Regions from separate parts of the Mus musculus genome. Here regions 1, 3 and 4 are each linked to region 2. Evidence: chromatin contacts called from public HiCAR-type, HiChIP or PLAC-seq and promoter capture Hi-C data. All regions are on one chromosome and are shown on one strand. The core of a region is the stretch at or near the end of the contact, and the rest is flanking DNA. Distances in the headings are between cores, read along the strand shown. Region 1 has its middle 3.4 kb from the start of Gm46120. Region 2 holds the start of Sltm (SAFB-like, transcription modulator). Region 3 holds the start of Aldh1a2 (aldehyde dehydrogenase family 1, subfamily A2). Region 4 holds the start of Polr2m (polymerase (RNA) II (DNA directed) polypeptide M).

What was found. Promoter capture Hi-C pulls out the DNA fragments that hold promoters and counts their contacts. HiCAR-type assays count read pairs that join an accessible place to other places. HiChIP or PLAC-seq counts read pairs in DNA pulled down with a chosen protein or histone mark.
Region 1: a contact with region 2 is called in an H3K27ac HiChIP or PLAC-seq map of large pre-B cells, with 3 times the contacts expected there. The contact joins the enhancer-like site here to the promoter of Sltm in region 2. A contact is called at or near these places in 16 of 39 promoter capture datasets (the 3T3-L1 cell line, 3T3-L1-derived adipocytes, the C10 cell line and 12 more), 1 of 15 datasets of contacts at CTCF or cohesin (pro-B cells), 2 of 484 Hi-C or Micro-C datasets (bone marrow-derived macrophages and pre-B cells), 8 of 115 datasets of contacts at active chromatin or transcription factors (bone marrow-derived macrophages, cardiomyocytes, embryonic midbrain and 5 more) and 1 of 9 other capture datasets (embryonic stem cells).
Region 3: a contact with region 2 is called in a promoter capture Hi-C map of pre-B cells, with 4 times the contacts expected there. The contact joins the promoter of Aldh1a2 here to the promoter of Sltm in region 2. A contact is called at or near these places in 3 of 39 promoter capture datasets (hippocampal neurons, liver and pre-B cells), 1 of 484 Hi-C or Micro-C datasets (embryonic stem cells), 1 of 115 datasets of contacts at active chromatin or transcription factors (large pre-B cells) and 2 of 9 other capture datasets (liver and macrophages).
Region 4: a HiCAR-type map of astrocytes shows a contact between it and region 2, with 4 times the contacts expected there. The contact joins the promoter of Polr2m here to the promoter of Sltm in region 2. A contact is called at or near these places in 1 of 39 promoter capture datasets (pre-B cells) and 2 of 115 datasets of contacts at active chromatin or transcription factors (astrocytes and cardiomyocytes).

The regions. Positions count from the first base shown.
Region 1 is chr9:71,063,107-71,068,321 of GRCm38.p6, forward strand. No RefSeq gene overlaps it. Among named protein-coding and RNA genes, the nearest start is that of Gm46120, 3.4 kb to the right of the region's middle. Within about 2 kb of position 2,430, at least 20 of the 459 cell types and tissues checked have an H3K27ac peak or open chromatin away from gene starts, as enhancers often do.
Region 2 is chr9:70,540,467-70,545,592 of GRCm38.p6, forward strand. It overlaps Sltm (SAFB-like, transcription modulator), which reads left to right and starts at 2,249. Exons shown (of 21, transcript NM_025690.4): 1 at 2,249-2,615; 2 at 3,504-3,591. The coding sequence starts at 2,454.
Region 3 is chr9:71,212,617-71,218,344 of GRCm38.p6, forward strand. It overlaps Aldh1a2 (aldehyde dehydrogenase family 1, subfamily A2), which reads left to right and starts at 3,173. Exons shown (of 14, transcript NM_009022.4): 1 at 3,173-3,347. The coding sequence starts at 3,231. Gm3458 (predicted gene 3458) reads right to left here and starts at 2,770. Exons shown (of 4, transcript NR_110518.1): 1 at 2,631-2,770; 2 at 1,373-1,423; 3 at 1,084-1,123.
Region 4 is chr9:71,484,195-71,489,990 of GRCm38.p6, forward strand. It overlaps Polr2m (polymerase (RNA) II (DNA directed) polypeptide M), which reads right to left and starts at 1,789. Exons shown (of 4, transcript NM_178602.3): 1 at 1,490-1,789. The coding sequence starts at 1,602.

The sequences.
Region 1 (5,215 bases), core at 1,180-3,679, 520 kb after region 2:
CATCCCCACACCCCAGTCCTACAACTCTAGCTTTCTGTGGTTCTCCTGTTCCTGAGGCTCCACGGGAGAATGAGGTCTGCAGGGCCTGGACTCCTTGCTATGGTGTCTGTGACCGGCAAGACCACAGCCTGACATCTAGGATGATCTGCCTGTGAGTTTATTTTCCTTTCCAGCTTTAAGTGTATTTGATGGACATGTGCTCCCCATCCCAAGTTACAAACGAACTAACCAACCAACCAACCAAATCCAACCAAACAACCAAACAAATCAACCAACCAACCAAACAAACAAACCCAACCAACCAACCAACCAAACACTCCAGCAGGCCTGTAATGAACCAGCTCACTGTTGATTGATGTGGCCACTTTAATACACAAAACGCAGTCTCAGTTCAATTTTGTCTGCCTCAAGAAATCTGTGGTAGATCTTTACCTCTTTTCTCACCAGGCATCCCCAAGTGGTAAAGGTGGAGCTGGCCAGGATCCAGAGCTGGCCTTGTGTTCCTCAGGACAGTGTATATTGAAAGCTCTTTGTTTTGTGAGGCATTTTCTTGGGCTCTACCAAGATTCTCCTAGCTGGGAACTTTCTCCCAGTTCCCATCTCTAACTGGAAATGTTTGCCTCCTGGTGGCTGCTTGTAACACCTCTCCCTGCACTCCCTGTAGAGGCTGGAGCTCTTGGTGAACTTCTTGTTCCTGGGTGTACTGTGTCCCCCAATATGTCCCACTCATTGCTCAGGGCCTGTGGTAGTTCTTGTTGGCTGGGGGAGGTATCTGTTTTCTTCTGCAATCAAGTGCAGCCATCTTGTCTCTGCTTTCTGAGGTGTGAGTTTGGCAATGGCCTCCCCATCTCAGCTGAAGGAAGCGAACAAAGTTGTCTGTGGGGGAAGGGGTGCATGTAGGGGTCAGGGATGGTGGGGTAGGGGGAGGTCGTTCATGGAGCTTGGGAGAAAGGAGGAGATAATGACACAAGGCACAGACATTTGGCACATTTAAACACACCCCTCAGAAAAGCAAAGAACACAAGCCAGTGCCACACTGTTCTTAGCATGTTCTTGAAGGAAGCAGCAACCAGCTGTTCACCAGCCCCAAGCTACTTTTAAAAATGTCCTTGAATCACAGAAAGGCCAGAAGGGAAGAAAGCAAGCTGTGACACCTGCAAGCCAGTGAGTGACTGTGGCTCCCTTCAGCTGTCAGCCTCAGAAGATGGAGAGGACAAACCACTGAAATTGCTTCTATTCACATTGGCTATTGTTTTCATCTTCAAAGTCATGGAACTTAAGGCTAAGCCTGAAGTTGGTCAAGAGCCCTCCATAGGGACGGGGAGCAGATGTTTGGGATGTCACAACCAATTAATCCTTAAGCCTTCCTGTCACCTGGTGGGATGCAGCAGAGGGGAAAAGTGCTAGAAATTGCTTTTAAAAATGAGCAGGCCAGCGAAATGCATCTCTCTGTGTCTCTTCAGGCACTTTATGTGAGGGTGGCACTCCCCACCACCAAGCCATTGGGGCAGCTTTTAACCATGGCTCTGGGCAGGGGGAGTTTAATGGGTTTTGACTCAGGGGAGAAAGGGCTATGGGAGATGGTGAGCGGCCTCTGTGGAGAGCTGTCAGAAACAAGAGTGGAAAGAAAAGAGAACAGGAGGCTCCAAAATCCACAATGCGTGGCGCGTACGAGCTGGTGTGGGCGAATGCAGGAAAAATGACTAGCCCTCTCAGGCATGACTGCCTTTTGACATTGCAACCCAGCATTGGACTTTTCAAGGTTCAACCTCAAGAACCATGCAATCGAGTTACACACACACACACACACACACACACACACACACACACACAGACGAGTGTCTTACATACATTTATGATTTTTTTGGTCAGGCAGTATTCATAGCCATCCTTGTCTCATATGGCCTGAACCTGCCTAGCTCGTGTTACTTTAAACGAGAAACGCACACACACAGTGCCACCTGGTCACCTGAGGAAGAAGAAAGAACACTCAAACTTACTAGTGAACTGGGACTATAGCCCCATAGGTAAAGGGCTGTGTGTTACATGTAAAGCCCTGGATTCGACCTCCCAACCCTACGTGAGCTATGTGTGGCGACACATGCTTGCAGCCAAAGCACTAGAGGAGGCAGAGTATCAGAAATTCAGGATTATCCTTGGCTACATAGCAAGTTCAAGGCCAACGTGGCCTACAGGAGAACCTGTCTTAAAACAATAGCGACAAAAAAAAAAAAAGAAAGAAAGAAAAGAAATAAAGAAAAAGAAAAAAAAAAGTCAGTCTAGCACTGGCTGCAATATCCCTGAGGTAGCAGCTGCCTGCCACTTTTTGTTTGTTGATTTATTTTGATCTGGCATACCAGGGCAGATGGCTGGTTGTGGGGAGAGAGATAATAGTCAATAACTGGTGACATGTGAAAATGCACCTGTGGACTTAATCAGCCATGCGTGGCTGGTTGCCACGCTGTGGAGAGATGGGCGTGTGGTACACAGATCAAAGGCACCACAACTGTACCTCTGCTTCTGGTTTTCCTCAGTCTCCTGAAGGCATTCTTGTCCTTCCTACTCCATCTGCGGCCTCAGGCATCCTGGGCACTGCAGATGATGAGAGGGCTTGCCTGTGGCTCTTCTGTCTCCCTCAGAAACCATGCGCATTTTAGCCCAGAGGCACAAAGATCTGAACTGGGCTGGAGGCTGCTGTTAACCCTTTCTCCTCTCCCTGACCAAACACTACACAGAAGCAAGGAAAGGGAGGAGAGGGTTCGTTTGGCTCACAGTTCAAAGGGAACGGTTCATCCTGGTGGGGAAGGTGTGGGAGCGTGGGTCTGTCTGTGTGATGGTAAAACTCATGCAGGGCTTGTTCTTCACATAGATTAGGAGTTCGAGAGAGCTTAGGCCAGAAGTAGGCTTCTTTACAAAACCCTTCTTCAGGGAGAGAAGAGCTTTGTGCATAAGTCACATTGCTTTGGTCTCTCCTAAGTCACATGAACCAGAAACAGGCTATCCTATATCCCCCGTGACCTGCCCTCAGTGAACCACCTCCGCCAGCCATGACTTTTGTTGCATCTTGCTAATAAGATTTAGTCTACCGTGTCCAGACAGCTTTTTCTGAGCTTGTCCTCGTAAAATGGAGGACTCCCCCGTTGCTTAGTGGAGCTTCCTGTTCTCCGCCTGATCTGGGGAGCCCAACCCACACTCTACCTGGGGAACATCAGGTAATTCCTGGAAAAAAAAATCACAGGTTCAACTTCCTGTAATGCCTCTCCAAGCAAATGAGATATCCCTAGCCAATGAAATGTTCCCCTAAGAAAATCTCCTTCCCACTCTCCACTCTTCATATATTATAGTCCTGGTTCACCCCGAATAAAGTATATGTATAGAACCCACCCTGAATAAAGGTATTCACACGAGCTAAGAGAGTTTCAGAGAGCGGTTTCACAAAAAATCATCAGAGAAGCTCCACCTTCACCCCCAACACTCACTCCCAGCTGGACCAGAATCCTGCAGATTCCACTCATTCCAGATTCAGCGTCGACCTTCTGGCCTGGTTACAGTGACATCTGGAAACCCTGAGAGGGAAGAAACGGAGGACATAGAACCACAGCTGGATTCCAACACACATGCACTACAGCCTCCTATTGCAACGTGGCACAACTTTCCCTCTCTAGGCACCAGGCCACTCTTTCAGATGTGCTTTGTAGGGAATCCACTAGCTATGCGCTGTTGGCCTGTAGGCCTGATTTGATGAGATGCCTTATTTATTACATTCAGGGAGGTACCAGTACCCTGGGTGCCTGTGTGCACTGCCAACAAGGACACACTGAGTGGCCTAAGCAGGATCAGACTGAAGCTCCAGGGACCACTTTCCTCTGCGCAGCAATAAGCTCTATTGATGAGCCTCAGAGTCCATAGTGAGAGCTGATATTAGAGGCACATGGACTCGAACGCTTTATTTGTGTTGACAGCTTTATTGAGACATGACTCACATACAGTAGAACACAATTCTATCAGCCTCTGCTCCTCCTGGACTCATAATGACTAGGGCAAGGCTTTTACCCTCACAAAATCACCAAATACTAGACAACCAAGTGACAGGCGTTTAAGGCACATTATTCTTCGGTGGCTTCAGATGCTGGGGAACCTGTCAGAAATTACGTCTTAGGGGCCGAGGCATCAGATAGGAGTCTTGGACATGCCTCCCTTCAAACCCTCCAAATCTCGCCAGCTACAAGCTGTCACCACAGCTGCCACTCCAGCAGCTCACACTGCTCCTCTTCCCTGTTTCTGGAAGAAAACATCCCAGATGCTGGATCTGGAAGGAGGTAGGATGCCCTGGTTCTGTGATTTCCAACCCTTTTGCCAACAAAAGCCTTATGATGCATTTACTCCTTGGCCCCTGTTTTCATTGATTTGTCTGCCAAATGACCAGTGTTTACTAAGTAATAACAAATTAATTCACCAAAATTGTCTCCAACTACCAAACCCAGACTGAACTTCCAATTGGCAAATGACCATGTCTGTGTTAATTAATTCTAGTCCTAAGGTAGGAAACACAATGCTTCCAGCAGGCTGGATCTGCAATGGCTGAGGCTTCAGAAAGTGCTTCTAAAGGCAATAGGAACCCAGATGAGCATGCTCTAGGCTCTGTGAACCTCTAAGGTCATCAATTGGGAACCATTATCGCAAACTAAATTAACGCATTATTCAAATGTAGTCATTGGGTTATCCTGTGAGAGATGGGCAGAAAGCCAACAGCAATTGCATTTTTACCAAGTATGAGACACTGACTAAGCTAGACTCTCTTCCATGTGTGATCTTCCTGAGCAGACTCTGTAGGGGTGTCATGAGTCATCTGGATGTTACAGAAGAGGAAACTGAGGTCAGAGGAGGTCACCTGCTGGGATTGGTGGTGCCCACCTTTCATCCTAGCAATTGGGAGACAGAGGCAAGCAGATCTGTGACCTAGAGGCTAGCCTGGTCTACATATCAAGTTACAGGCCAGTCAGAACTACACAGTGAGCACAGTGAGACCCTGTCTCAGAGACAGATAGAGAGAGAGAGGTGTAGAGAGGCAGAAAGACATGGAGAGAGACTGAGAGAGGTAAAGAGAGACACAGAGAGATCTTTTCTGGAGTGTGTAGCTGGGACACTTAGAGGTAAGACATGGACTCAACGTTTTTAATTTGTATCGATAGATTTATTCAGACTCGCCAAAGAA
Region 2 (5,126 bases), core at 999-3,498:
CATCATGCGTGTCCCTTCTCTGGTCCTTTTTGTCTCTCTGCTTTTACTTTCATCATGCTGTGCTATCAAAGAGGTCAGAGCAGGTATCTCACTGAGAACTGAAGACTATCTGTTTACTCTTTACCTGATTTGAGGGAAGCAGTCTCAGCATTTGGGAAAGTGCTTCTTTCTCAAGGGTATCAGATAAGAATACATAGATCTTCATTTTACTCACTATTAGAGGCCCCCTTTTGTTCTTAAAAGGAAACAGCCGAATAAAAATTCCTTCCCTTTGGCTATATCATTACCTTGGGAGTTAGTAATATGATCCCTGGCTAAGAGAATCCACAGATGCTGCTCCAGAAGACAAGATAAGAACAATGATAGAATAACACCTAAGGTTTTACTGCAACCATGGCCAATAGCTGTTGGCCCTTAGGCAAATCTTAACATCTTCATTTATTGTGAAGGGATATGGAGGGATGAAATTGGTATGGAAGATCAAGAATCTTTTGAATTCTAAAATTTGGTGAGTGTGACAAACTAATTTGTGGTATAAGAGAGTGGAACTTGGAATCAGAAGATCTAAGATTATTAGCACAGCACTGGCACACACAAGCCATATGTGTAAGCCATATTTTATAAGTCACTTAATCTCTTTTAGCAGCTGGGAAGAATTAAAGGGGTTGTTATATCCCAGAATTCCTTAAAAGTCATAAAGAAATGCTGAACTGACTGACTGCCAGGTATGATTTTATAACGTCCAGTTTTCCTCCATTTGAACCAATGATTCAGAAAGAGCAACCCAAAGTAAGGCACACCTCACCCTTACTATTTATTTATTTATTTATTTATTTATTTATAAAGGTAGGATTCCTCTGTGTGTAGCAACCCAAAGTAAGGCACACCTCACATTTATTTATTTATTTATTTATTTATTTATAAAGGTAGGATTTCTCTGTGTAGCCCTGGCTGTCCTGGGTCACTCTGCAGATACCAGGCTGGAGTGTAGTGTATCTCAGAGATCCACAAGCCTCTCTCCCCTTAGTGCTGATAGGCATGTCCCACCACTGCCCAGTCCAATTTAAGTTTTATAACCAGGAAACTGGAGAAAGATGTAAAACAAAACAACCTCAACCCCACCTTTGTTAGCACCTTAGCATTCCTTCTAGGCTCCGCCCAACACTTACCTAGCAACAGCCAGGTAGGCCTGGATGGGAATGTCCCCCCCCCCCCTTTGACTCCTTTCTTCCTCTCCCCTCCCCCCTCCACGTGTTCTTGGCCGGGCTCTTCTCTTCTGTCTTCTCCCTTTCTCTGCCTCTACTCCCTTCTCAGCTCCCCTTGCCATACCCCCAAATAAACTCTATTCTATACTAGACCAGTCTTATGGATGGTACCTGGGGTGGGGATGCCTCAGCATCAGCCGGATGAGGCAGTCCCTCCCACCGCTCTATACCTCGCTCTACAAAACATACCCTTGCCTTTACAAAACATCACCCACCAGTAAATGTTAATTCAGTTCCCTGTGTTTCCTAACTTTGTCCAACTTTGTGTTAATTCTATAGATATTTACGCTGTGATGATTAATAATATTAAAATTACTAAGAGATACTATGCGGGCTATTTCTCCATAAAGTGGCCCCTGTCCTTGACATACCAAATGCTGGCGGCGCAGGGCAGAGGATACTGTATAGGATCAGGGCAACATATACTTTTAAGTTATTCTCCTTTTGTGAACAATTTCATTGAGCCATCAGGCCCGTCGGAGGGGATGGGCAAGCTGAGGCAAACGAGGAGAGGACGTTTGCCTGGTAGTTTTCAGGCAAAGAGGGGCTAAGCTTCAGGGGGTCACAGCGTGACACTGTCCCCTGGGCTCTCGGCCTCAGGTTTCGCTGGGCGTTCCGGGGCGGAACCCGCCGACCTAAGTTCACTAGTATACCCCGACCACCTTTCCACGATGATTCCGTACTTCTTCCGGGAAGGCTGGCGCACACGCCCCCTCATTTCGGTGAAGAGACGCACCTACTCTCCCTACTATGGGGTGCCTCTCAAGTGGCGATGGCTCTAGGTAAGAGATGAGAGGAGAAGGAGGCTAATGGAGAGGCGGGAACCGTGGTACCGAGGACAGCTGAGCGGTTGGACACGCGGAGACTTTCCCGGGACCACGCCAGAGGCCGAGCCACCGGTCCGCTGCGAGCTCCGCCCCCTCCATGCCTGCTCAGTGCGCACGCGCACCCGTCATCCGGGTGCCGCTGCAGGTTGCGCTGGAGCAGAGTCGGGGGCGTGGTCCCCGTGGGGGGGCGTGGTCAGTGGCTCATTGTGCGCAGCGTAGCGCGGCGCCGCTGGCCGCCCGGGGCCCGGGTTGGAAGTTGGTGCTGCCGCGGCCACCGCCTCCACCGCCGCTGCCTCCTCCTCCGCCGCCGCCGCCGCCCTGCAGCCCACTAGCTGCCTCGGCAGCGCGTTGCTTTCCCAAAATGGCTGCCGCTGCCGGGGCCGTGGTAGCCTCGGCCGCCTCTGGGCCGGCGGAAGGGAAGAAGATCACGGAGCTGCGGGTTATCGACCTCAGGTCCGAGCTGAAGCGCCGCAACTTGGACATCAACGGGGTCAAGACGGTACTGGTCTCCCGGCTGAAGCAGGTGAGGCCCGGACGCTGCGCGCAGGGCAGCGTAGGCCGCGCCGTTTAGGTGCTACGCTTCCGCGGTCGGGGCGGACCGGGTGGTGCCTGTGCGTGCCCGGCGCGCGGGGCCCGCGCCTCCGCGAGGAGCCTGGCCTTCCAGCGGCCTCGCGAGCCGCCGCCGGTCGCGCCCCCTGCCTCCCCTGGGACGCCCTCTCCATCGGCTCTGCGGCCTGCGGAGGGTGGAGCTGCAGACCCTGGGCGGCGCTGGGTACCCCGGCCTACGGGCGGTGCGCAGCGCGTGCATCTCTCGGGCTCCGAGGCGATGGTTAGTTTGCTGACTTGGCCGAAGTTACCGTTTAATTGTGTCCAACCGTTTCTTCACCCCTGTTCAGAGAAATCCGTAGTGGGAGTTGATGAGTGGATGAGAAGGGAAGATTCATCTTTTTTTTTCCCCACTAGGCTTTTAACTGATTTATTTTTAATTCTTAATTTCTGATTGCATCAGCGTAATCATCCACGTTCTCAGTCCTGTTAAGCTTTCAGGTTTATTCGCGTGAAGCCTTGGAATCGGAGACGGGAACAAGTGTACGCAATACGTTAGGAAAACTCTTCCTTATTTAAGTAGCTACAAACTTTCTGTAATAGAACATATTTAGGTTCTTGTTCAGTATATGTGACATGGAACCATCGACTGGGTGGAATTTCAAGTTCCAGGACATTTCGATACTCAATGACACCCTCCACCCCTTTCTGTGTAGCATAATTACTCGTTTGTGAAGTCGGTTTGTAAAATAACTGGCAATTCTAATGTTTTGAGGCTGGAGGTTTGGTAATATATTTTCATTAAGTTTTTATAAAATAAGTTTAGATAGTTTGTGTAGCATATTAACTTCTCTTTCTAATGTAGGCTATTGAAGAGGAAGGAGGCGATCCAGATAATATTGAATTAACTGTTTCAACTGATACTCCAAACAAGAAACCAACCAAAGGCAAAGGTTGTTACGAGTTCTGAACATATTTTAAAATATATTTTGGTTCTATAACTTGGCTCTGCTCTTGTACCACTCGCCCTGTTTATATAGTGCTATTCTTTGCTATTTCCCTCTGGCACTCTGCCTTCTTGGGTCAAGGAAGAAAGTTACTGTTAGCAGGCTCTGAGTAACTTGCAGCCTTTCAGATTCGGCTGAAGATGACCAGAAAATAAGAAAGTTCTTTATTGATTCTGGGGAAAGGTACAAAGTTAAGTTGCATACCGATCCTTCATAGTAGGAATATCTGAAGAAAGAAATACAGTTTGATCCATGTCTACCTTGCCCCACAATTGGCAGAGTTTTGGTGAAATTCCCACTAGACCTTTCCTTGGCTCTTTGCTGTTCTCTCTAGTATATTCAAGATCTGTAACCTTTGTTTAATGTTTTAATTGACATACTGCTTATTTCCCATTTATTCCATTATGCAGTCTAATAATTTTCAGTGAAATTCAAAAGACCTCATCGATCATACTAACAAAAGCAAAAACCCCACAACTGATTAGCTTTAAAGAAGTTTTAAGGTATGGGGATACTAGGTTTTTAATGTAGCTTTTAAATTGGGCTCTGTGTATTTCCAGGGCAGAATGATCTGATGTGAATAGCGAAAGGTAATTTTCACATGAATATTTTGATAATAAATGGGAATTAGTTATTAAAAACATCTGGTGAGTATAATCTTATTTGAATAGTTGCAAATTTCCGCTTCTCATAAACTGTCACAGAGAGTAGACAAATAACTGTCTGATGCCTGGTATCTATAGTTTCCATGCAGAATAAGTCATGGACTTCTGTGTCATTTTGTTAGGAACATAATTTTCTTAACTGCTGTACCCGATCTATACACAGTTGTGATGGGAATAAGATGATTGAATAGACCAGGTGGTGGTGGCACACACTTTTAATCTCAGCACTTGGGAGGCAGAGGCAGGCAGATATCCAGTTGGGGGCCAGCTTGGTCTCCAGAGTAAGTTCCAGACAGCAAGGGCTACACAGAGAAATCCTGTCTCCAAAAACACAAAAACCAAACTAAACCAAAGCCAAGATGATTAAATTTTATAGAAGAGAATCTTCAATTTTGATCTTAAGCACTATGACTCAGGACCTGGTCAGCTTACTATTTGACATTTCTTGATTCAAGAGTTCCCTGTGTGTGCTGAAGAAATTAAAAAAGGATAAGAGTTTCCTGGGTCAATAGGAATGCCAATATGGCTATACAATTTTAGAAGGTTAACTAAGTCGTCTTGAAGACCTGAGGCTTTTAAATTTAGAGGGATAAATTCCTTTCACCTTGGAAGCTTCTGGTGAAGTAGGAGTTGTTTCATGTGAAAAAGAAGTATGTCACTGGGCAGTGGTGGCACATGCCTTTAATCCTAGCACTTGGGAGGAAGAGGCAGGCAGATTCTGAGTTCAAGGCCAGCCTGGTCTACAGAGTGAATTCCAGGATAGCCAGGGCTCTACAGAGAAACTCTGTCTCAAAAAACAAAAACAAAAACAACAAC
Region 3 (5,728 bases), core at 1,923-4,422, 670 kb after region 2:
AGAAAACATTGAGGAGAGATATGGAGAGGAGGGAACATGGAGGAACATACATCCTGGGGGTCTACAACAAGTAGACTAAAGAAGTATCATGGCTACAATATTCTGTTCCCTGCTAAATTTTGTTCCCACCTTGAAGTGAAGCTGTTAGTCCAAAGGAGGCTATAATCTTGAGTGTAAGATTTGGAGGGGTGGGCTGGTGAGATGGCTCAGCAGGTAAGAACACCCGACTGCTCTTCCGAAGGTCCTGAGTTCAAATCCCAGCAACCACATGGTGGCTCACAACCATCCGTAACGAGATCTGACTCCCTCTTCTGGAGTGTCTGAAGACAGCTACAGTGTACTTACATATAATAAATAATAAAAAAAAATCTAAAAAGAAAAAAAAGATTTGGAGGGGTTTCCAGTCTAAATACAGGAAGGAAAGCATTTGTGCAAATGCTTCAATGTAAACATGCATAGTAAAAGATGGGACAAGTAACAGAACTTACAGAGAAAATGTGCTCTGTACCCAGAGAAGGTAAGGAAGTTTCGTCTACTGGTGGGAGTAGACAGCTACAGTACTTTCGCTCATATCAGCCAATAGGAATGCTTTAATTTAGTGCCTCATGTTGTTTTTGGACCCGAGGAAGGCAGATGGGAAATAGAAGACTCTGGTCCTGTGTTGATCACTTCACTGTCTAATTACAAAGTGTTAAGGGAAAGGGGCCATGAGGGAACAATTCAAACCAGCTGTCATTGAGCACGACCTAGGAGATGACCAGAGATGCTAAGTCAAGACACACTCCCTTACCTTCCAAGATAGAACTCAGTTTATCTGCATCAAGCGTTGATAAATCCTGTGATCCACATACTGACTGGCCTTTCCAATTGCAGGTAGCAAATAAGAAATGGAAGAGTTGGGTCAAAAGTGCAAATTCTGGCTTATGCTTTCAGACACTCCTTCCAGACCATTTTCAGCCATCCGGCCCACAAGATTCCCCCTTTTCTTTCTTCCTCAAAGACTTCTAATGGCTTTTCGGTACTTCCATCATTAAGTTCCCCAGAAGCATTAAGGTTCCCACAACCTGGAGTTAACTGACTTACCAGCCTCGTTTGCTGCTCTTCCAGCTGCAGCCGATGCTCCCTGAAACATTCCCAAACAGTTCTGTTCAGCTGCTGCTGCTGCAGCAGCCTCTGCGGAGGCAGCAGTGCTCCCACCTCTACCAGTGAAGTTTCACTTCCCTAGCCACAAGCAGGGCAAAAGGTCAGCTTCCCTAGATACCCGGCCTCCCACTTAGGTGGAGCACCAAGGTCTTGTCTTTGCTCCACTTTTGAGAGCTGTCCCTCTTACAGACAGTTATCTATAGATCTACAGGAAAGGTGGTGAGCTTACCCAGGAGCAAGGCTCTTCATCTTGTCTTAAAGTGACCTCCAGCATGGTGCCCTGCTTGGAAGATGGGGAAAACACCTTTGAACAAAACAAATGAACAACAACAAAACACCTCAAACAACAACTTCGACAATAAACCAAAACAAAGAACAGCACCAAAAACTATTTTTTTTGCTGGGGTGTTTGCTCTTCCTTCACCAAACCCTGAGATCATCCTCCTCCCCAACAGACTCCTTCCCTCTCTCTCCTTCCCTCCTTCCCTCCCTCCCTCCTTCCTTCCTTCCCTCCCTCCCTCTTCCCTCCCTTCCTCTGTCCCTCCCTCCGTTCCTCCTCTGTACCCCCTTCCCCTTCCCCCCTCTCTTCCTCCCTCGCTCCTTCTCTCCTGTAAGAGAGGATGAACTTGAACTTCTAATCCTCTTGCCTCCATCCAGTGGGATGCTGGGAATTACAGGCATGCATCTCTACCCCAGTTCAAGGTGGTGCTGGCAACTAAACCCAGCGTTCTAGGCAAGCACTCTACCTACAGAGCTACCTCCCCACCATTCTTCTTATTCTTTCTCAGTCTTCTACAGCTTAAATAAAGGCGATTCTTAGGAGTATATTCGGTTATTAAGACACACTCTTTGGCCATAAACGTTCCCTGTGAATAGGAATTTTTCAACTGCCTAAATTAGGCTGTATTGTTGCTCTAGGACGACGACGTAGTGCTTGCTCGGTCACTTTAGGCAGATACCCTATAAAGAGTTCTCGGAGCCTGGAACTTGTCTCACAAATTCAATTAAGACAACAGCATTCTGTCTGCACAGAATCTAAGCACCAATCATTTACGGAATTTTAGTTAATGAACACATCTAAAGTAAGTGTTTTGTAGTGAACAACATGCAAAGAAATGATTGAGCAAGAGCGAAGCAGTTGCTTGGGAGTTGAGAGTCTTCCATAGAAAAACAGGAAGAGTCAGGTTGGATAAGGCTGTGGGATTTTCATGGGGATAGAGGCAGAAAGCCCTATAAAGAGCTATCTATATGGGCTCGTGATATTGGTCCAATGATTCTCCCACGCTATCTGGAGTGAACTGTCTAGGCTACTGATTCCTGATCAGCGCCCATCTTTACTCAACTATAAGGCTGCTTGTAAGACGAGAAGGGATGGAGATGGAAGCTCAACCCGGAGATTCTGACAGGAAGAGCAACAGAAAATCCCAAGTGTTTCCCGGTGTGGATGGGAAGAGGAAAGGAAAGGGCTGGAAGGAGACCATCAAGACCTGGAATATCCAGGCAACCCAAGGCAGATGAAGCCCACGGCCTCAGGCACAACTAGGCCGCGGGGCCGGCAGAGGGCAGCAGTTGGGCTGAGAAGCCTGGTGGGGGCCAGCGCGGCGTCGGCGGTTCCAGAAGGTTCTCCTTGGGAGTGTGGGGAGCATCTATCACCCCACCCAGCGGCCACGCGCCCCTCGCGCCACGCGGAAGGCTGAGCGAAAGCTCTTTCGGGCTGCTCGGGACCCCGGGGGAGGAGAAGAGCGAGTGTTAGGAAGGGCGCGGGGCTCGGCGGGGCCGCGGCTCGGGCGCCTCTCCTCCCGGCCGACCAGCGCTAAGGCTCGCGGGGCTGCCATCGGCCAGCGCGGTCCCGCCGAGGCTGCGCTCCGGCCGTCGAGGCCCCCCCGGGCGCGCCCGCGGGAGCGTGGGCCGCGGACTTGACCGTGCGGGCGCCGCGCGCGGCCGTATGCAAATGTCCTCCTGGGCCGGCCCCCCGCGCCTGTGGGCCGCACGTCCAATAAGAAGCGCCCCCCGCTTGACACCTGCCTATATACAGCGAGCGCGCCCCGGCCGCGCAGCGCCCCGCGCACACCCACCCGTGGCCGCCCATGACTTCCAGCGAGATCGCCATGCCGGGCGAGGTGAAGGCCGACCCCGCCGCGCTCATGGCCTCGCTGCAGCTCCTGCCGTCGCCCACGCCCAACCTCGAGATCAAGTACACCAAGGTAAAGCCGTCCGGCGGACGCTTTCTGGAAGCATCCTCTGGATCCCTTCAGAGGCCGGGGGCCCGGAGGTCGCCTGTCATCTCCGCGCCTCCGCGGGGACCGCGATGCGGGCTTCTCAAGTCCCGCCCCGGTTTAGGGAGCGTCTTGGGAGAACCGGTCCCAAACAGAAGGCAGCGCGGGGATCGCCAGCGGCGGCGGACGGTGGTGACGACCTCGGGACTGCCTGGGGAGGTGGGATTTCCCAGAGCAGACCTGGGTCTGGTTCTGGAGTCCCCTATGACTCTTTAGAGCCGGCTAGGGTCCGGTCCTAGATGTCCCTAGGGCAGAACGAGGCTTAGTTCTGGGGTCCCTTAGAGCTCAGGGCAGACCGGAGTCCGGTTGTGCGAGCCCCCAAGTTTTATCAGAGCAAATGGAGTTTGGCTCTGGGGTCCCCCAGGTCTCCTCAGAGCAGTCCGGGCTCTGGCTTGAGGAGGGTGTTCCCCTGGGTTTCCTCAGAGCCCACCGGGGTGCAGTTCTCCCTGTCCCTCGGTCTCAGAGCAGAGTGGGGTTCACCGCCAGGGTGGCATTGCGGTCCGGTGTCGCCCCGCGGTCCCTCGGGTCCGGAGGTGCGCGGCCGCGCGGGCTTATCTTCCCTCAGAGCGGAGTCGCTGAAGGGTTGTCAGGACCGGAGTCCCACAGACTTCGCGGGGACCTGGCCGAGACGCAGTAGGTCTATGCCAGGATTTCCTCGGGATTTTGTAGGCAATGGACATTTTAGAAAAAGGGAAAATAACTCAAGTCACATAAATTAGCGAGCTCACTTTTGCACTGATAAGCCTAATGATTTTTTTCCTAACGAATTCTGACATCTTAGTTTGTCAAGCACGAATTATTGTTGTTAAACTGCATTAAAAAGCAATACACGCCTGCTGCCCCATGTGACTTGATCCCCTACCACTCCACCGTTCTCAGGGAAAAAAAATCCACGGGGGAAATTTGTGAAATACATACACAAAGGGATTGAATGTTATAGCAAAAAGGCGACTGTAGCCTTTAAAGCCACACTTCTTGAGAGTTCATTTTAGAATTTTTTTTTTTAATTTGATTTTCATTCCTACCGCAAACTCTCGCCAGTTAACTGCAGCGCGCGCACACGATACAGCTGATAAGTGTTCCATCGCGGGCATTACACTATACGCGAAAAGCAGAGAAGTTAAGTTGTTCGCATGTGACAACTGTTACGGTTGAAAGAGAAATGCAAAAACATCGTTTCTGAATTTTTGTTGCATTGAGTTTCAGAATAAGGATTTGTAGGATTCGTATTTTTGAATGTGGATTTAATGTACCTGTTAGCTTTTAGATGGTGTGACAAATTTTTGAAAGCCATTTTAATGAGAGGTCGTTAATGGTTATAGCCCTCTAGGCATTGTTTGCATAACAATAGTGCCAGTGTGTGGCACATCTCCGGGTTTAGGAACAAGCCAGGGAAGCCTGCACATAAAAGTTTTGTTTTATGAGGGTCCCTAACCTCTTCAGATGCGCTTTAGAGATCTTAAAAGGCAAGATCCACACGTGATTCCGGGGGTTTGTTTTACACTTACTTTTGATCAGATTATCTTAACAGCCCCTGAAAGTCTGCAGTAGATATCTTTTTTCAGAATTTCATTTGGAAGCTCCTCCAATTCTCCTTTTCTCTAGCCACCCCCTCTCTTCTCTCTCTTGTTCTACCCCAGTAGGAAAGACAACTGATTTATAGCTAATTGGAGCCTTTAATGTCGGAGTCTTTTTAGCTCCATGAAGACTTTTATCCAGTATCCACTTTCCCACTTATTACCAAGAAAAACAATCAGAAATGAAATAATGGATTGTAACTTGATTCTTTAATTTGTGGGGAGGAGGCGCCTTATATTTTGTCTTGACAAACAACCCTCATAAATGGTGGAGTAACACACATTACAGGCGAGCTCTTTCACAAAAACTTGTAAAATCAGGTATCTGTGAACGCTCCCAGCAGCTTCTGTGCTCAGCTCTTTAGTTAGACTTCTACACTTTCTAAGACAGGAACTGCGAACAACCCGTTCTAGTTCATTTTATTTTAACAGAAAGAACAGAGTGACTGCTCTTTTGGTAGCCTAAGTTTTTTTTTTTCTTTTCTCTTCAAAAGAGAGTTGGGAGGTCTTTTAAAAATTCATTCATGATCAAAAGTGGGGAGAAATGTATTAGCAATTTCAAACAGAGCGATGAACAAGGTAGATGGGCAATCCTTTAATGCTATTATATTTGTTAGGAAAAATTTAAAAGATATTATGCCTTGGGAATCTGTTGAAAAGGAGGAAACAAAACATTTGCATCAAATAAAGGTACTATGCAGCAAATAAATTTATAATTAATTTTGTCTTGTT
Region 4 (5,796 bases), core at 539-3,038, 940 kb after region 2:
ATTCCAGGACAGCCAGGGCTACACAGAGAAACCCTGTCTTGAACCCCTCAACCCGCCCCCCCAAGCTATAAGGAACATGGTATAAAATTACCTTCAAGCCATGTGTAAGAAACAACTGAAACTTATATTTAAATTTGGGTCTTAACTCTACCCATACATTCCAAGCCTCCTAAAAATATAAAATAATGGTCTTAAGCACTTAGGAAAACATGGTTAGCCTGTACAATAAATATATGATAAGGACCAGTGGGTTTTAAGCCATGGTCTCTGAACCCCGATGAACTGAGGAATGCCAGAGGTTACATAATGGGATAACATCACTATCTTACAAAGGAAGATGGACTTGCTTATGTGGTTCTGTGTTTGAAAGAATTCTCAGTTGCTTCTGGCAAACTGCTAATATTTCTAGACTCAGCATATATAAACAGGAGTTCTTTGAGATGCCAAATAACTCTTAAAGAGTATAAAAATGTTCCAAGACCAGAAGGTTAATTCACTGCTAAAATTAACAACCCAATCTTGAAAAGTCAAAATACCTACCTGTTTCTAGTAGGAACCCCTCCTGCCAAATGGTCATTGGCTCCTTTCCCTCAGTGACAAAAATTCCCTTTCTGGTTCTTTTCCTTGGTTATATAACAAACAGGAGAAGGGGGCTAAACCTTGGGTCCTCTATTTTTCCTGATACATTTATTCCCACGTTTTCAACAGTATTAATGCCTCTCTGCAACTGAGTTCCTCTCGGTTTTTTTCAGCCTTCTCTCTCTTGTGCCTAATACTCATTCCTCTGGGTTTTAATCGGTTGGCTTTTAATTAACTAAATGCCTGCAATTACTCCCTCAACTGAATACGCCCAAAATAAAAAATTAACCTAAAATCCATCCCTCTCTCCCAATTTTCCCATTATTCTTTGTTGCTCCCCAGAAACTTCAACCACCTGTTAACTATTAATATATATTTGTCTCCAAATTATTACACCAGTTCCCCCAATCCCTCGATTGCCTTCATGGTCCATTTTTCCCTCCTTGCTGAAAAAAAAACCTCTCAGAAAATATCCTTTTGGCGTCTTCCTTCAATCCTGTTCCTAAACAAAGCTGCCTTTAGGCAATCAGCTATCATCTTCTCCCCACTACGCATGAACCAAACTTTCCAGCCCGCTCTCCAAATCTATGGTTGGGGAAAGAGTGGGGCTTCAGATAGAGAGAAGGAAATCCCACACGTTCCGATCAAGAGGCTTTGGTACCGGAGCTCGTTCAAAGCTGTAGTGCGAACATGAAATCGAGCAGGCGCGGCTGCCGAGTGAGGGCCGGGCAGCATGGAGCCATGCCCGCGCACAGGACAGGCCTGGCTCGGGAGGCCTGGCCACGCAAGGTCACCTTCGCGCGCCAGGCCGCGGGGCGGGGCGGGAGACCAAGTCCCCGGATCCCGATCCCTGAGAGCCTGTTCCCTGATCCCGATCCCCCGCAACCGCGACCCCAGGGCCACCGCTTACTCGTTGCGCAAAAGTCTCTCCTGGCGCCTCAACCTCTCCCGCAGCTCCGCCGAACTCTGCCGCCCCAAGTCCTCGGGAGCTGGGGGCTCGAAGCCGCGGGGCAGCGAGAACATTGCGCACGGGCTGCGGCTGGCGCGGCGGGCAGGGATCCCCGGCGGGGCCCACGGCGGGCGCTGGCTCCGCGGCCGGCGGCGACTCTGGAGCGCGAGCGGGAGTCGCCATTTTCCCGGAAGAGCACGGCTTCTCCGAGCCGAAGGGAGCTTTATTGAAATGCCGGAAACGGACAGGCCAGGACGAGGGGACGCCCGAGGAAGCGTGCAGGGGCGGAAGTTACATCACCGCCAAGGCGTCTGGGTTTGGCGGGCTTTCTCTGGATGGGCCTTTTGCTTTCCCGGCTTTTCGCCTGTGCACTGGGAAATATAGGACACTCAAGTCAAAGACTTACAAACTCACTTCTAATAAGTAAAATATGACGAAAGTAATAGAGCGTCGCATCTACGATTAAGCAATCAAAGTTTTGGACAAAAAATTTACAGGGATTCCTGAATGGACATTAATCACAGTTAAAATAAATAACGGGGTTATAATGATGGCTCAGTGGCTAAGAGGGCATACTGCTTTTGCAGTATGCCAGAGTTTGGGTACCAGTGCCCCTGTTGGGTAGCTTACAAATGCCTTTAGACTGCAGCTCCAGGGCACTTCACAAACTCTGGCTTCTCCAGACACCTGCGCACAAACACACACACATTAACATAATTTAGTCTTCAAAAAATAACAAGTGACCAATATAGCTAGCTATAATAAAATGCATATTAGAAACAATATAGTCAGGTATGGTCGTGCATGCCTTTAAGTCTGGCTGACTGAGTTCAAGGCCAGCCTGATCTACATAGTGAATTCGAGGTTGCAAAGTGACTCTGTCTCAAACAAAACAAGATTTGAATATTTGAGCAAGTCAGAATATCAGGAATTAGAAAGGTCGACCATGTCAACTGTTGGAAATAATGAAGAGCGACTGAGATTCCTACAGACTGCTAATGGGGGAGCAGAGGATGCAAAATAGTACAGCGTCTTTGGCAAGTAGTTGGACAGTTTCTGATTCGGGCTTTGCTGCCCTGCCCCTTTTTTATTGCTAGGCAGTATTGCATTGTGAGTTGTGTGTTTATGCTGAAGGATATTTGAGTTGTTTTCAGTTCTTAATGATCACAGATCAAGTCACTGTCAACATTTTTAATAGATGTTCATGTCAACATAAACTCTCATTTCTCTTAAGAGTGGGCTTATTAAGCCATATTAACAAAGGGAATAGAAAGGAAGAACGGCTCCACTCTTGACTTCCACGGCCTGAGAAATTCCTCTAATCTTTTAGGGATTTCAAACCAGGGTTTGTAACTTTGATGCTGAAAATATTCAGGACTAGGAGAATAGGAGTCTAATAAAAAATATTTTCATACAGGCCTAAGTATGAGTGTTCAGAGATATAAAAGTGCTCAAATGGAACATATACCCAGAGATGGGCATGGGCTTCTCAGGGAGAGTCACATTTCATTGTTTTTATAACACTTATACCTGATGGACTTCGAAACAATTATCTTTGAAGCATTGCTAAGAGATCTAAGAGACCACAGCATGTAGTTAGTTCTGGACAGTTAGGTTTCAGGAAGCCCATATATCAGATATGAACTCATTTTGGAAGATAGAAGAATTTTTGGTGATTAGATAAAAGCCAATATTCTTCAAGAACTTGTGAGGTGTTTTTACCATCCCCAGAAGGAGTCCTCCCTACAGCTGATCTTCCTACTTCTAATCCATGTGGTTTCTTCACTCCACACTTCTCTTGTGCTCTCTCACTATAACTTATCTCTTGCTATTTCCATTATTCTCTTCCCCTCTGCTGTATCCCTACCCCAATCATGTCCAATCTGCTTTTTCTCTCTGCTCTGGACCCTTCCGATGCCTCTGGATGGTTTCTCTTTCTTATTCCACAATGAAAAATCCCAAGCCTAATAACAGAGCAGTCATGTTGGCAGTTTCTTTACTGAGCTCCCTCACATACACTGACAAGATTATAACTGATAAGGTGAAAATATAGATCAGAGGGATGCAGGAAGGTAGAACACCTTCACTGTAAACACAGTTAACAGCCTTGTTTGAAATCCCAGAAAAATGTCTAGGGAAGAAATAAGGACTCGCTCAAAGCAGAACACATCCAGGACTTAAGTCTGGCTCACTGCTATTTTAACAGCAAGTCCTCTCTGTGAAAGGGATCTCTGCCAGCAGCCTTTGAAGCAGGTGTGCTAGAGTTCTTGCTTCTCAGCTGGCAAGAGACTTCAACAAGACTCTGGGGTGAGAGGATTCTTTCCCTTCCTGCCCGTCGCCATAGCTTTCCCCCTCTTTCTATCCTGCCTCATTCTAGGGTAAATGGATGTTTAACTTCTTAAGAAGCCATGGGGTAAGTGAATATTTAATTTCTAAGAAGTCACCAATCTGTACACAGTGCCTCTATTGGTTTTCACTGCACAGGCACTGTCTGTGAGCTCCAGCTGTTCCAGCACTTCCTCACAGGTTAATTTTTGTTTCATTTTGCGTTAAAATTTCCGGCCATTAGCCCTTTTGCCCAAGTACTCTGGCTTGGACACACTTCAGAAATATCACAGATCTCACACTGAACATTTTTATGGTAGTGCAATAATTAATATTGTCAACTTAACAGGCTCGACACAGCTTCTGAGCATGTGTGCGAGGGAGTTTTTAGACTGGGCTAAATGAAATGGGAAGACCCATTTTAACTGTGGGCAGCACCATTGCATAGGCTGGAGTCTAGGGCTGAATAAAAAAGGAGAGATTGAGCTAGCACCAGCAGTCATCTCTCTCTGCTTCTTGACTGCAATACAATGTGAATGACCTCCTTGCACCCCTGCTACCATGACTTCACAATGATGTGTTGCGTCCTCAAAGTGTGCATCTAAATAAACCTCCCTTGAATTTGCTGTTGTCATATATATACATATTTGTGTGTGTGTGTATATATCTTACACGCGTTCTCGCGACCGGCCAGGAAGAACACAACAAACCGGAATCTTCTGCGGCAAAAGCTTTATTGCTTACATCTTCAGGAGCCAGAGAGCAAGAGAGCAAGAGCTCTATTGCTTACATCTTTAGGAGCCAGAGCGCAAGAGCGCAAGAGAGCAAGAGCAAGAGCAAAAGCAAGAGAGAGAATGGGGAAACCCCGTCCCCTTTAAGGAGAATTATCCTCCGCCTAGGACGTATTACTCCCTGATTGGCTGCAGCCCATCGGCCGAGTTGTCGTCACGGGGAAGGCAGAGCACATGGGGTGGAGAACTATCCTTGGCACATGCGCAGATTATTTGTTTACCACTTAGAACACAGGATGTCAGCGCCATCTTGTAACGGCGAATGTGAGGGCGGCTCCCCACATATATGTGTGTGTGTGTGTGTGTACATATATATATATATATGTGTGTATATATATATATATATATATATATATATATATAAAATCACCATGGAGAATATTCTCTCCAGGAACAGCTGGCATGATCCATGAAGACTGAGAGAATAGTAAGGTAGAGGATGGACTCAGAGTTCCCAAAGGTCATTAACAAGCATGAAGCAGGGCTGAGAGGTGGCTCAGTGGTTAAGAGCACTGACTGTTCTTCCAGAGCTCCTGAGTTCAATTCCCAGCAACCACATGGCTCACAGCCATCTGTAATGGGATCTGATGCCCTTTTCTGGTGTGTCTGAAGACAGTGTATTCATATACATAAAATAAATCTTTTTAAAAAAAAAGCATGAAGCAAATTCAATTTTTTTTAGTAACTGACTTGACGTTTCCCACCAAAGTTTCCACTGGGAGTAGAACATAGTGAATTAACAAACAAATCCAAACAGCAGCTATACCTAATGAAGAGCAGCGACACCCCAGTGACTTTTGAACAATAATGCCTGCCATCTACACACCACAGCAACAGACCTCCTTTGTCAGTCAGACCCCAAGTTGCCAAGACCCTCTGACTCCTTTATCTACAGCCCACTCTCACCCTCTTCCCTGTCACAGCCTCACAAATATTCAGAGGAGAGAGTAAGGGGGAGAGCAGAGAGTCAGAATTGAGGCATGAGAAAAACGGGGAAGAAAGGAAATAATTGGGAAAGACAGAGGAACAAGCGAACGAGTGAGTGCACTCATTTAGACCTTCCGGGGTCATCGCTAGTGAGAGCTAGAAGTCCTTTGTCTACTTATAGGCTGGGTGGTCACAGGGCAGAGAGAAAGCAGAGCGGGGCAAGGA